2 separate regions of the Mus musculus genome follow, and region 2 is linked to region 1. A link is a contact called in public Micro-C data. All regions are on one chromosome and are shown on one strand. The core of a region is the stretch at or near the end of the contact, and the rest is flanking DNA. Distances in the headings are between cores, read along the strand shown. Region 1 overlaps Ext1 (exostosin glycosyltransferase 1). Region 2 has its middle 69 kb from the start of Ext1.

Evidence for each region. A called contact is a pair of places that touch in the nucleus more often than the background predicts.
Region 2: a Micro-C map of macrophages shows a contact between it and region 1, with 5 times the contacts expected there. The contact joins two enhancer-like sites. A contact is called at or near these places in 3 of 484 Hi-C or Micro-C datasets (macrophages, nephron progenitors and peritoneal macrophages) and 1 of 115 datasets of contacts at active chromatin or transcription factors (bone marrow-derived dendritic cells).

Annotation. Positions count from the first base shown.
Region 1 is chr15:53,137,762-53,144,309 of GRCm38.p6, forward strand. The region is part of intron 1 of Ext1 (exostosin glycosyltransferase 1); the gene reads right to left. Among named protein-coding and RNA genes, the nearest start is that of Ext1, 210 kb to the right of the region's middle. Within about 2 kb of position 2,655, at least 117 of the 459 cell types and tissues checked have an H3K27ac peak or open chromatin away from gene starts, as enhancers often do. A contact at or near this core is called in bone marrow-derived dendritic cells, macrophages and peritoneal macrophages, where this site is marked.
Region 2 is chr15:53,411,568-53,418,115 of GRCm38.p6, forward strand. It overlaps a transcript of Samd12 not described here. Among named protein-coding and RNA genes, the nearest start is that of Ext1, 69 kb to the left of the region's middle. Within about 2 kb of position 3,409, at least 34 of the 459 cell types and tissues checked have an H3K27ac peak or open chromatin away from gene starts, as enhancers often do. A contact at or near this core is called in bone marrow-derived dendritic cells, macrophages and peritoneal macrophages, where this site is marked.

The sequences.
Region 1 (6,548 bases), core at 1,405-3,904:
AAATATGCCACCCTTTTGGTCTTTGTTGATAAGTAGGGTTTGGTATTGTGGTGTTTTCTGTCTTTTTTTTTTTTTTAAGAAATAATTTATTTTGATTTTACGTGTAAGAATATCATGTCTGAGTGTATGTATATAACTCGGCACCATGTAAGGGCCAAGTGCTAAGTGTGAGACCAGAAGAGAGCACTGGCATCAGAGCTTACTGTTGGCTGTGAGCGGCGGTGTACAGATGCTGGCAATGCAACAATGGTTCAGATGCTCCTACATATGGAGCACCCTCCCAGCCCCAAATTGCTATTTCTTTTTTTTTTTTTTAAAGATTTATTTATTTATTATATGTAAGTACACTGTAGCTGTCTTCAGACACTCCAGAAGAGGGCGTCAGATCTTGTTACAGATGGTTGTGAGCCACCATGTGGTTGCTGGGATTTGAACTCTGGACCTTCGGAAGAACAGTCGGGTGCTCTTACCCATTGAGCCATCTCACCAGCCCCCGCTATTTCTTAAAAAGACTTTCCTCCCCGATAACAGAAGTAAATATATAGGAAGCTAGGCACAGTAGCCATGGGCTTTTGTTCTATAATCCTGGCATTAAGGAAGTGAGGGGATCAGGAGTCCAAGATCAACCTTACCTACACACTAAATTCAAGGCCAGCCCGAGCTATACAGAGAAGCCTGGATGAACAATATACCTCAAAACAAAATATGTAAATAGCAGTAAAAATATAAGCGATGTAGTGCATCTCATTGTAAAAGATCATAACTTGGGCTTTCTCTTCGTCCTTTTCCTAATAAGACACAACGCTAACAGTAAAGTATTAAAGGCTGATGCAAAATTAAACAGTAACTTTTTTTTTTCTGTTTGCCATCCATTCTTCATTGCACAAAAACTTGCTGAGCAATGTCATAGGTATCCTTCTAAGGTGCTAAAATCATGACAAAAAAAGAAGTTAACAACCAAATTTACATACAGACGCCACAAGCATTCATAGACATTGGATCTCCCTGTCTTTGGGAAAGAGGACAACAGAAAAACAGAAAAACTATATGGTCATCTGGAGCGGATGTTTCTAAAAGTAGTCACTGGTTTGGACACAGAACTAACCATGATGCTGGAACATGTTACAATACTTGGGCATTCCAGCTCTAATGACTAAGTGTCTCGGAGACCTTAGATTTTAATTATAGCTTTTGTTGTTGCATTTGCTCAAGACTTTCCCTTTGTGGGCTCACCTCTGTCCTACATGACTTCAGTAACCCGAGGCCAGGGTTGCTGGACTTGCTAAGATTTTGTTGGCCTCCCAAAGGAAGGTCACACCATGAATGATGAAACAGATGTAGGGACGGCTAAGAAGTTAGAGCACTACCCAGGAAAAGCCCCAGCGATGGGAAGGGAAGTGAGTGACGGTCATGAGCCCAGTGAGCACTGGTGGGTGTGACCCACAAAACTGACCCTTGCACTATGATGCAACTATGGTAGATCTGTGGTGGGAAAAACAATAATTAGACCCCCAATCCAAATGTAAACACTTCCACAGGAGTCTGCTTAAGGAGGAAAACTCTTCCCACGGGACCTTTTTTAACCATTTTATTTTAAAGAGATCAGAAAGCCTCTCTGTGTTGAAATGTCTCAGTGGGAAGTTCTTTAGTACTGCTTCTTAAAACCGGCCTAACTATGACAATACAGAGGAACTGAGCCAATGAGTGGGAGGGCTTGGTGGGTTACGCCAAAGGCGAGGTTCAGGTCACAGAATACAACAATGTTGGTTTCCTGCAGGATTCGATGCATTTATTAAGATACAGGCGTCTAGTAAGTCTTCACCTTCAGGATAGTACTAGAACACAATCAACCCTCCTTTTGGAAAACTGTTTTCTAAATACCAATCTGCGGACAAACTCGGCAGGGAATGGTGTTTTACACCATTTAATGATTCTAGTGCTAAACCTGAGAAATATTAGCATGGCAGTGTGATGCACATGGTATGCTAGTCCGTTTGGGTTAACGTAAGCTGCAGTAACAAATGAGCCACTATCTCACAGTCATAGAGTTATATTGAGTGCTATAGTCTGCATGCTTTCCATGGGACCCAGGCAACACAATACCTTCCTTGCCTCTAGAATATAATTGCTTTCATGGCAGAGGGAACAGCAAGGAGAATGGAGCGTAATGCTTCTTCAAGACTTTCTTACAAAGTGGGGCAGTTGGCTTCATCTCACCGAGCATAGGCTAGAGCAGGAAAACAGCAGAAGTCAACAGTGTAAGAATATGTTCTGTCCTGAGTTGGGGGATGGGAAATTAAACACGGCGGATGAATGGCTGTAGCATTTTTCAGAACTTAGACAGCAGCTAAAAGAAAGTACAGTTAGGACTTCCAACCCTGTCTTTCCTCCAGACTTGTGATCACCATTAAATTGTGACCGAATCTTCTAAAGAGAAATATAACTCCCGTTCCCATGGCTGTTGTTCCTCATAAAGTACGCAGGATGCAGAATGAAACAGAACCAGAGAGGGTCACAGGACTAATTTTTCCCTTTGCGGTTGGATGTCAAACGGTTTCTTCCAACCCTCAATCATTCTTTCCAGAAGTTCAGCAGCTAGAGAGCCTGCATCGTGGAAGGAAGGGCCTGTCTCCTGCTCTGGCCAGCACAGGCTTCCTGACATCCGTATGGTACTTGGGGTTGGCTAGTGGGAGGAAGTAGTCGGAGAGAACAAAAGACACTGGAAGCTTTGCTACGAAGTAAGTAAGCAGAATTAGACCACTAGAAAGACAGACCTCCGCAGTTCTAAAGGGCATCTGAGGGCTCTGTTTCTTAGCAACATGTGGGAAACACCAGTCCTGTCTAAACCCTCTTGCAGCAATTACTGGTGATGATTTTGCTTCCTGTAAAGGGAGGCCAGGGTGAGCCTGCAACAGTAAGGAAAACTAGTCGACAGCAGAGTGACTCTTAAAAAAAAAAAAAAAAGTTGAAAGCCAGACATGGTGGCCCATTCCCTTAATCTTACTTAGCACTAAGGGGCTGGAGACAAAAGAAGAATCAGGAATTGAAGGCCAGTCCCAGCTACACAGGATGTTTGGGGTCAACTTCAGCCTTTTGAGACAGTTTTTTTTAAATTATATTTCATTTATTACTATGTGTGTATGTAGGTGGGAGTGCGTGTGTGTACTACAGTGTGTGTGTTAGAGGGCAGAGGACAACCTGAACCAGTTACTTCTCTCCTTCCACCATGTGGATGCTACAGATGTGGATGTTACAGATGTGGATGCTACAGATGTGGATGCTACAGATAGAACTCAGCTTCCTGGGCTTGAGAGCAGGAATCATGACTCGCTAAGTGATCCTACAGACCCCTGAAAGAGTTCCTTCCCTTCTCCTCACTGCTTCTCTTTCTCTTTCTCTTTCTCTACTTCCTGGAAGTAAGGAAGAACAAGGGCAACAGCGTGGTGCAATATTTATGGGGTTTTCCCAAAAAATAAGAGTCTGCTGTGGTGATACACACTTATAATCCTAAATACTCAGGAAACGGAGGCAAACTGAGCTTAGGAGCAGAAGACAGTTGTATCAGCCTGGGTAATATACTGAGATTACATCTCAAAGGAAATGGAAGACAAGAGAAGTAAGTGGAGGGGTGCATAGAGGGAAGGAGACCCAATAGATAACTGATCTGGTTTAGTTTCTGGCCACTCCTAAAGACTCATACTCCTAAAAAGGCCAGAGGTGATATTCTCTTATTACTTTGAAACAGCTACCCACCTGCTTAGGATTCAAAATCCCTAAGCCCTACCGATGTCCATCAGATAATTCTTTCCAGACTTCTACATATTTGGAAACTCACATTAGTTTACAAACAAAATGTTAGGGGAACTTTGTAAGCACAGAATTGGTTCCTGAGGTATTTTAAACAGAATCAGAAATGAATCCCCTCACTGGCCAGGAACTTTTGATAACTACTATAATGCAAACAACTAGCAATACTGTACTAGTAAGAACGCCTCTCCGGAGGCATCCAGCCATTCACCTAACGAGGCTTTTAAGTGACAACCTGTACCTAGACTAGTGCATACCACATCAGCTTCATTTGCCCCAAATCAACATGCCAAAGCCATCAGAGCAATGAATGGCCACCTCGCTGGCTCGCCAAAGGCAGATCCATGACTAATATGCTGACCTGACGGAATTCATGAATAAGTTGTTCCTTTAAATTATTGATGGAGCTTGTAGATGAAGGGACAGAGTGTTCTAGTTAGTGACAGCTTTTCATATTGCCTTCATGGCTCGAAAGGTATGGTCAATTCATCAAAAGCTAGAGCTATAGGAGCTTTCCTGTGAATGTTTAAGACCTAGAAAATACAGCCCACAATTAGTAAACAATGACCCAGGCACAAGTTTTAAAATATATCAGAATACGCGTTCATGATATATTGATGTCAACTTTTTGTTGACTTTACTGCCGTGCATGTATGTTTCTGTATAGACGTAGTAGAATGTCTGTGTTTGTGTGTGTGCGTGCATTTGGAGGCCAGAGGTCAGCGTTGGCAGTTATGACTCAGTAGGCCCTTCCCCTTGTTTGTGAAGTTAAGTATCTCACTGGCCTGGAGCTCACCAAGTGGGCCCGGCTTGATGGGCAGCCAGCCCCAGACAACCCCCTGTCTCTTCTTTGGCTCTGGTTTTGCAAGAGTGCACGCCACTACAGTAAGTTTTATGTTTTGTGGGTTCTGGGGATCAAACTCAGATGCTTACGCTTGCAAGGCAAGCACTTTACCCAGTGGGCTATCGTCCCAGCCCCCACTTATGATTCTTCCCTTTGAAGAACCTAAGCTTTCAACTGCACTGACTGATTCTTATTTTGAATGAGGTGTTGTTTAGGAGCACATATTCTCATAAGAAACATAAATACCTGGTGACAATTCCGTGTAGATGATGACAATGTTCACTCAGCCAGAGCAGGCCGTGCTCTGATGCAGGGGTGGTAACCTGTGCTCCATGGGCTACCTGCTTTTATAAATCAACTTCCATTGGAATTCAGCAACCTTCCCTTTATTGTTGTTCTATCTGCTTTTGTGCAAACCCCAGCTGAGTGCAATAGCTACATTAGGTACACTAAAGCCTACAGGGTGTAAAATGTTATCTGGCACTTCAAAGAAATAAAGCTTGTGACTCAGGATGCAGTTCATTGCTCCATCTCCCACTCTGGAGCACTGCCTAGTTTATACCGTGGCTCCCTATGTAGTAGGGGAATGAATGAATTCATGAATGACTCTCGGTTTTGAAAGTAGGGCCGGCCAGCACTTACCACCCATTTAAAAGCTATTGCATCACAGCCTCACAGAAAAGGTCATGCGTGTTGACTCTGTCATAGTGACATATAAGTCAGGCTACTTGAGTCTCAGAGTTCCAAATACATGCGGTTTCAGAACTGAAGCCAGTTGTAAGGCAATGATTGGTTATCCATCACAAAGCAACTCATACTGCTATGAAGACTCGACTGGGGAACTGCAAACACATCCAAGCCAGCCAGTCTCTACAAGCCCAGGTCACTGTTTATCTTGAAACAGAAACAGAAAATGTCAATTGGACAGTGTGTCTTCCACCTCCCAAAGGCTGGCAGTGACTTTGTGGTTGAAGATAACTCTGGAAAACTGAATGGAAACAACAACAACAAAAAAAAAAAAACCCCACACCTAGGCCAGGCGTGGTGTCGCATGCACGCCTTTAATCCCAGCACTTGGGAGGCAGAAGCAGGCGGATTTCTGAGTTTGAAGCCAGCCTTGTATACAGAGTGAGTTCCAGGACAGCCAGGGTTATAAGAGAAACCCTGTCTTGAAAAATAAATTAAAATAAATAAATAAATAAATAAATAAATGAAAAATTTTTAAAAACCCACACTCACCTCCCATCCCAAGTGGCATAGCAACATATGCATGTTTTCCTTCCAGAAATCAAAGAACAACTGAGGTGAATATGTTTGCCCAAATCTTATTCTGATGAGAAACTCTACTAAAAGCCATGTAGAGATAAGCCTTGCAAAAAATTTCTACCATGATACAGCATGTTCAGTGTGCCAGCTTAGTAAGAACATGGTAACCAGGGCAATTCAAGCAAGCTAAATTTGTTATTTAGCTTTAGTGGCAAACAGGTAGGTACGTTGATTGGATGCTAGGGAGAACAGGGACCAAGCCTGACATTGAACCTGAGAGGAGCCCAAGAGGTCAATTAATTTCCTCTTCAGACAGGCTACTCGATCAGTTCCTTAGTAGTGGCAGTCAGGAATTTAGGTTCTCTATGTCTAACAGAACTGATATACTACACTTTGCACAGTTTGTTGTCTAAGAACAAAGGAAGGTCCAGGCCCATACAATGCCAAGGATCCAAAAAAAAAAAAAAAGCAGACTTAAAACATAGTACTATAGGATATTGGGACTAGCTAGTTTCATGTCACATTGACCCAGACTGGATCATCTGGAAGGAAGTACTGTCAGTCGAGAAAATACCTCTACCATATTGGCCTCTGTGCAAGCCTGTGGTGCATTTTTCTGGACTGATGATTA
Region 2 (6,548 bases), core at 2,159-4,658, 270 kb after region 1:
TACTGAAATTTGTGGCTGCCTTGATCTTGTGAAGTTCTGTGCATTCAGCTTCAGGCACTGTGAGCTCATGTGTGTATGCCCTGTAATGTGTGGTAAATACTGTTTTGCTGGAGATGTCCACCCACAACATCTGGCTCTTACAACCATTTGGTCCTCTCTTCCCCAAACTTTGAGCCTTGGAGAGGGGTCTGTGATGTAGATGTCTTATTTAATGCTGAGTACTTCCACAGTCTCTTTTTCTCTGTACACCATGCAGAGTCTTTGTTTTAATTGTTATCTACTACAAGAATAATTGTCTCTGATGAAGGTTGAGAGGCGTATTTATCTGTGTGTATAAAGTTAAGAGCATGGGGGTCAGATTATTCCTAACTTGATTTAACACAGTATTAAGCATTAAGCTCTCCCCTGGGGTGTATGATCTAGCTAGCTATAGTTTTTGGCCTAGTTAATGCTCTCAAGAATGGATTTCATTTCAAAAACCTGCCTTAAATCCAACCAGGAAGTGGTTGGTTACTTCCATAACGCTCTTGTCATTTTTGCTTCATTGAACATATCTTGACAGGCAAGGTGATATATCTCACAAATGGGTAAAATTGTTGATTACTTTTCTACTCTCTGTGCATAGAGCTTTCCAGCACTAGGAAAGTTAGCCAGTGATGATAAAGCCAGGTCAGTCTCAGCTTGATTTCTCTATGTGCCATGATTGAAGGATGTGGTGTCTTTGGCAATAGGGTATCACCATTAAGTTCTGAAGGGTTACCTAGAGATATGGTAATATTTTGTAATGTTTTTGGATTCCATTGACCAACAACCAGAAAAGACATACATATACCTGGCACTGTATATTTGGTGGTGTATAGTTTCTGGGAGACATATTGTCTTCCATTATGGGGTAAGTGGATCAAGCACCTCAACATAAAACCACATACATTGAATCTAATAGAAGAGAAAGTGAGAAAGAGCCTTAAACTCATTGGCACAGGGGGGAAATTTCCTAAACAGAACTCGAATGTTCTAAAATCAAGAATTGATAAATGGGACCTCATGAAACTGGAAAGCTTCTATAAGGCAAAGGATATAGTCACTAAGACAAATTGACAAGCTACAGACTGGGAAAAAACTTCACTAACCCCACATCTGATAGAGGGCTAATATCCAAAATATATAAAGAACTCAAGAAGCTAATCACCAAAAAACCAAACAACCCAATCAAAAACTGAGGTATAGAACTAAATCGAGATGTTGAAACTGAGGAATCTCAGTGATGAGATTCACCTAAAGAAATGTTCAAAGTCCTTAGTGATTAGAGAAATGCAAATCAAACCAACCCTGAGATTCCACCTCACACCAGTCAGAATGGCTAAGATCAAAACCTCAAGTGACAACAAATGTTGGAGAGGATGTGGAGAAAGAACACTCCTTCATTGCTGGTGAGATTGCAAACTGGTACAACCACTCTGGAAATCAAACTGTAGATTCCTCAGAAAATTGGAAATAGATTTACCTGAAAACCCACCAATACCACTCTTGGAACTATACCCAAAAGATGCCCCACCATTCCATAGGGGCACATGTTAGCCAGAGGATGGAAACAACCCAGACAGATGTCCCATGACAGAAGAATGGATACAGAAAATGTAGTTCATTTACACAGTGGAATACTACTCAGCTATTAGAAATGAGGACATCCTGAGTTTGCAGGCAAATGGATGGAGCTAGAAAATATCATCCTGAGTGAGGTAACTCGGACCCCAAAAGACATGCATGGTATGTACTCACTAATAAGTAAATATTAGCCAAAAAATAAATACAGAATACCCAAGATAAAGTCCACAGAACTCAAAAAAGTCAACAAGATGAAGTGCCCAAGTGAGGACACCTCAGTCCCATTTGGGTGGAAAAAGAAAGCAATCACAAGTGGGGAGGGAGGGACCTAGGAAGGAAAGTGGACAGGGGCGGGGGAAAGTGTGTGTTGGGGGGGGAGAGGAACCTGATCTGGTACTGGGTGAGGGAAAAGGAATGAAGTCCTGAGGACCAGCAGAAAGAATGGAAACTGGCAACCTCCAGAGGTAGGGGGTGGAGGGGACCCTCCAGAATGCACCGGAGACCTGGGAGGAAATTCCCAACAGTAGGGAGAGGGAATTTACAGAGCACACCTCCAGCAGGAAGAAAGGGCATCCCATAGTCACAACTCTGACTCACAATTGTTCCTGTCTGAAGGAATTACAGGGATGGAAATGTAGAGGAACCTGAGGAAAAGAAGGTCCAAAGTGGGAACCAGTTCAAGGGGAGGTCCCAAGGCTATGGAGCGCTCACAAAAAGGGACCTAGAATGACCTCACTCCAGAAGACCCAACAAGCAGCTGAAAGTGCCAGACACAGATATTTGCACCCAGCCGATGGACAGAAGCAGCTGACCCCTGTTGTTGATTTAGGGAAAGGCAGAAAGAAGCTGAGGAGAAGGGTGACCCTGTAGGAGGATCAGCAGTCTCAATTAATCTGGATCTCTGAGATCTCTTAAACACTGGACTACCAACCAGGCTGCACACACCATTTGCTATGAGGCCCTCAATACACATACAGCAGAGGACTGCTGGTTCTATGTTCATTCAGAGATGATGCACCTAACCCTCAAGGGACTAGCGGCTCCAGGGAGATTGGAGGTCAGGTGGGGTGGGGGGTGGGGACATCCATGTGGAGATGGGGGGTTTGGAGGAGGTATGGGATGTGAACTAGTCAGAGGGTGGATGGTGGGGGGGAATAAAATCTGGAGTGTAAAAAAATTAATTAATTTATTAAAAAATTAAAACTTCATTGTATCTGTGTTTGAACGTACTTTAGGAAGCTTCTATGGTAGTAGGTTCAATATGGCCTCTTCATTGGTCTTCAGTACCTTCCTCATACTAAGTTCTCTGCCCTCTCATCCCCAATCGCATTTAACCCTTCCCTTTCCATTAATTTCTCCGTTCTCCCTCACACCATCTGTGTTTCACCCTCCTTCTCTTAAAACCTCCACAGCCCCTTCCCAGTTTCCTTGCTTCTATGAGTATTCCAATTTCAACACCCACATCCAAAGATTCAAAGCTAGAATGCACATAGAAGAGAGGACATGTGGCCTTCATCTTTCTGGGTTTCAGTTATCTCACTCAGAATGGTGGTTTCTTGCTCTACCATTTACCTAAGAACTTTAACTTTTCCTTTTTTCTTTATAGCAAAATGATACTTTATTTTGTAAATATACCATGGTGTCATTATCAATTGACCAACATCTATGTAGTTTTCATTTTCTGCCTATTGTGGGCATGGATATGTTAAAATGGATAAGCAAGTGTCTCTGTAGTAGGATAGAGAGTCCTTTGTAACGATGACAAGAGGTGGCAGAGCTGGATCATGTGGAACATTCATTTCTAGTTGTTTTTGAGGAAGCTCCAGACTGGTTTCATACTGACTACTGAGTTTCACTTCCACTAACAATGAATGAGTATTTTCCTTTGCCCATATAAATGCTAGAATTTGTTGTCAACGATTATAGCTGTTGTTACTGTAGTTCTTAGCCACTATGACTGGGCTAAGATGGAATCTCAGAGTAGTTCTAATTTGTATAGTGGGGAGTGAAATCTAGAAGGGTGAGGCCTACTGCACAGTCATCTTCCAGGTCCCGGTTGGAATCACATTTACCGATACCTTATTAGTCAAACTCAAAGTCAAGAGAAAAACAAATATATTCTTCTTTTATGAAAACTTGTGCACAGACTCACTACAAAGAGTGTAGCTATAGAAAGAAGTCAATCCTTGAAACCATCTCCAGGGAGATTTGGAAAGAAATAGCAATTATCCTGTTAACTCCCCGTAATGGCTTAGCCTAGAATTATCAGTGGCTCTGAGAATAAGCTTGCTTGCATGACTCGAGGAAGCTGGGTTTCTTTAGTTGGCTGTAGACCTCAACTTGTTCCTTATTACTGCTTTCCAAGAGTGTTGACCATACACCAAACCATAGGTTACGAATTCCTCTAGGCAAGAGTAGTATCTCCACTCTTCCCTTTCCTCCCTATATTCCCAAAGGAAAAATGCCTCAGTTTCATGTGTGTGTGTGTGTGTGTGTGTGTGTGTGTGTGTGTGTATTTGTATGAATATGTTTGGTGTGCACATGTATGTGGGGGGTGCATGTACCCACTTGTGCTCATGTGGTGGATATCAGGTGTGTTCCTCTACCACTGTATGTTATTTTTTGAGACAAGATTTTTCCTTAAGCCTGGGGCTTGTTATTTCGATTAGACTGGGTGCCCAGGAAGTTCCTAGGATCCACCTGTCTCTGTCTCTTCCTGGCTGGAGTTATAGACATATACATCAGCTCTTCCTCTGGCACAGTAAGAACTTTACCCAGTAAGCCATCTCCCAACCCCTCCCTTCCTATATTTTTTAACGGGAACTAATGGTTTCATAAGCTATCCAGTTGTCTAATTTAGAAACTTGAACTTTACTCTTGGTTCCTATGCTTCCGTCATCCTCTCATCCAATTTGTTTTAAATCTCTTTAATCTACATTCAAAATGTCTTTCTCTCTCATTTTCTCGATTGCCTTTTCCACTGAGGTCTTCCTTGACTTTTATCAGGATTGTTGCTGGCATCCTACCTGGCCTCTGTGCCTCTGTTGTTCACATCTCTAGAGCATCTCCTACACTCAAGCCATTCTCTTTAGAAAAAAAAACAAAACAAAACAAAAAAAAAACCAAGTTACATTTTGCTTAAGCAAAAGTCAAAGGCTATCCATAATAGAGAAGGGGCATTTCTAATCATTATCATCAAGCATCATTGTTATCTCAGTATTAGTCATGCTCTGCTCTGTGTTCCCCAGGCACTTTGTTCACATTCTTATGATAATGCCAGTGTCACATAAACAGGTATGCGCTGATTGCTAGCAGAAACCCCAGGAGGAAGTGAGAGCTGTTTTCACAAAGCAGAAACCTTTGCAGGGTGCATTGGGCCTAGTGCTGATCTTTCCTTTTCCAAGGTCAAGGTTATAAAAACCCTCACACTATCACACATTGGTGTAAACAAAGAATTGATGGCTGTATCAGGCCACAATCCAGAAAGGGCACCAGGAGAGAATAAGTGTCTGTAGCCCAGAGCTGCAAACACTTGCGCACTATCAAATCGGGAGCTGAAGAATTGCCATTATGAAACCTGCACCTTGAGAATAGTGAGAGAAAGAATGTCAACTTTCTACACTAGTAGGCCAGCCTTTGCTCAAAACCACATAGGGAGGTACCAATTTTGGAATCAAAGGTACTGATCATATAAGAACTCACCTACAAAATGTTGACACTTTCTTGAGTAACACCCATCAGCAGGACAGTACATACTATAATTACATTTTACTTAGATATGTATATTGGTTATTAACTTTAATACTGTGTACACTTGTATAATGAATACACACATATTTATTTATATATTTGTTTCTGTTCAATGTATCTAGCCTATTATAAGGTATGGGTTTAGCAGCTCTTTAATTTTTTTCATTTTTAAAATTAAGTTCGGGATAGAATATTCTGTTGCATTTTGGCAAACCTAGGAAGAACTCAACTAAATTAAAACTACAATTGAGTTCTTAGAACACACAGTCCTTTATCATTGGATAATACTGTGGATGAATGCGGTATTTGCTTTATGGGTGATCCAGTAGTCTGTAATAGTGTATCTTAAAGTTTTGTTTTGCTTTGCTTTTATAGTGCTACTTAACTGTGGGAGGCTTAAAAGCAGTGATAATATTATATTCCTTGTAAAACCTACCTCGGTGGCTAGCATATTGTAGGCTCCCAATCACTACTCACTGATCTAATCTGTGTGCCAGAAGGATGTTCGCTCCTGCATCCCAAGGTGGACAGAGAAGGGAATGGTAGGTGCTTCTGTCACAAGAGGCTCAGGGTACGGCTGTATGGTACTGGGTGGAGCACAGCAAAAGAAAGCAGACTTTGGCAGAGACTTGATTGTCTACAACATTTCTAGTCTGTTTAGTTTTCAGGAAAAAAAAGGATTAAAGAGCATATGTCCAGGTCAATGATGCCCATGCACACAGAGTTGAAAAAAGAAAAGCAACCTGGAAACTTGTTTTTCGCTTTAGGTTCCCTTTCTCATCTTACTTTTTAATTAATCTATCTAGCTCAGTAAAATTCAGTATTCCATTCATAAAGTAAACCCAAGATTTCTGTCCAATATCAATTGTTTTTTTTTTCTGTATTATATCTTTTTCTTCCATAATAAGTAGTGTTCATACATAATTTATTTTTAGTCTTATGAAAGGAATAGTTCCAAAGTCACTATCTTATTTTAGTTGAAGGCAAAGGAAATTGTAAAACGGCATCAGACTTGTTTAGAATTAACCATGGAATCCACGATGTCCATTATCCCAGCTCAAGCAGGGTTGCTTGGCAGCTCAGTGACCATAAAAAGAGACCCATTGACAGCAGCCTCTTTCATTGCAGAGTCACTTCACATGGCAATAATAATAACATATAATCACTCACGCCAACACAGAACAAAACGTCTG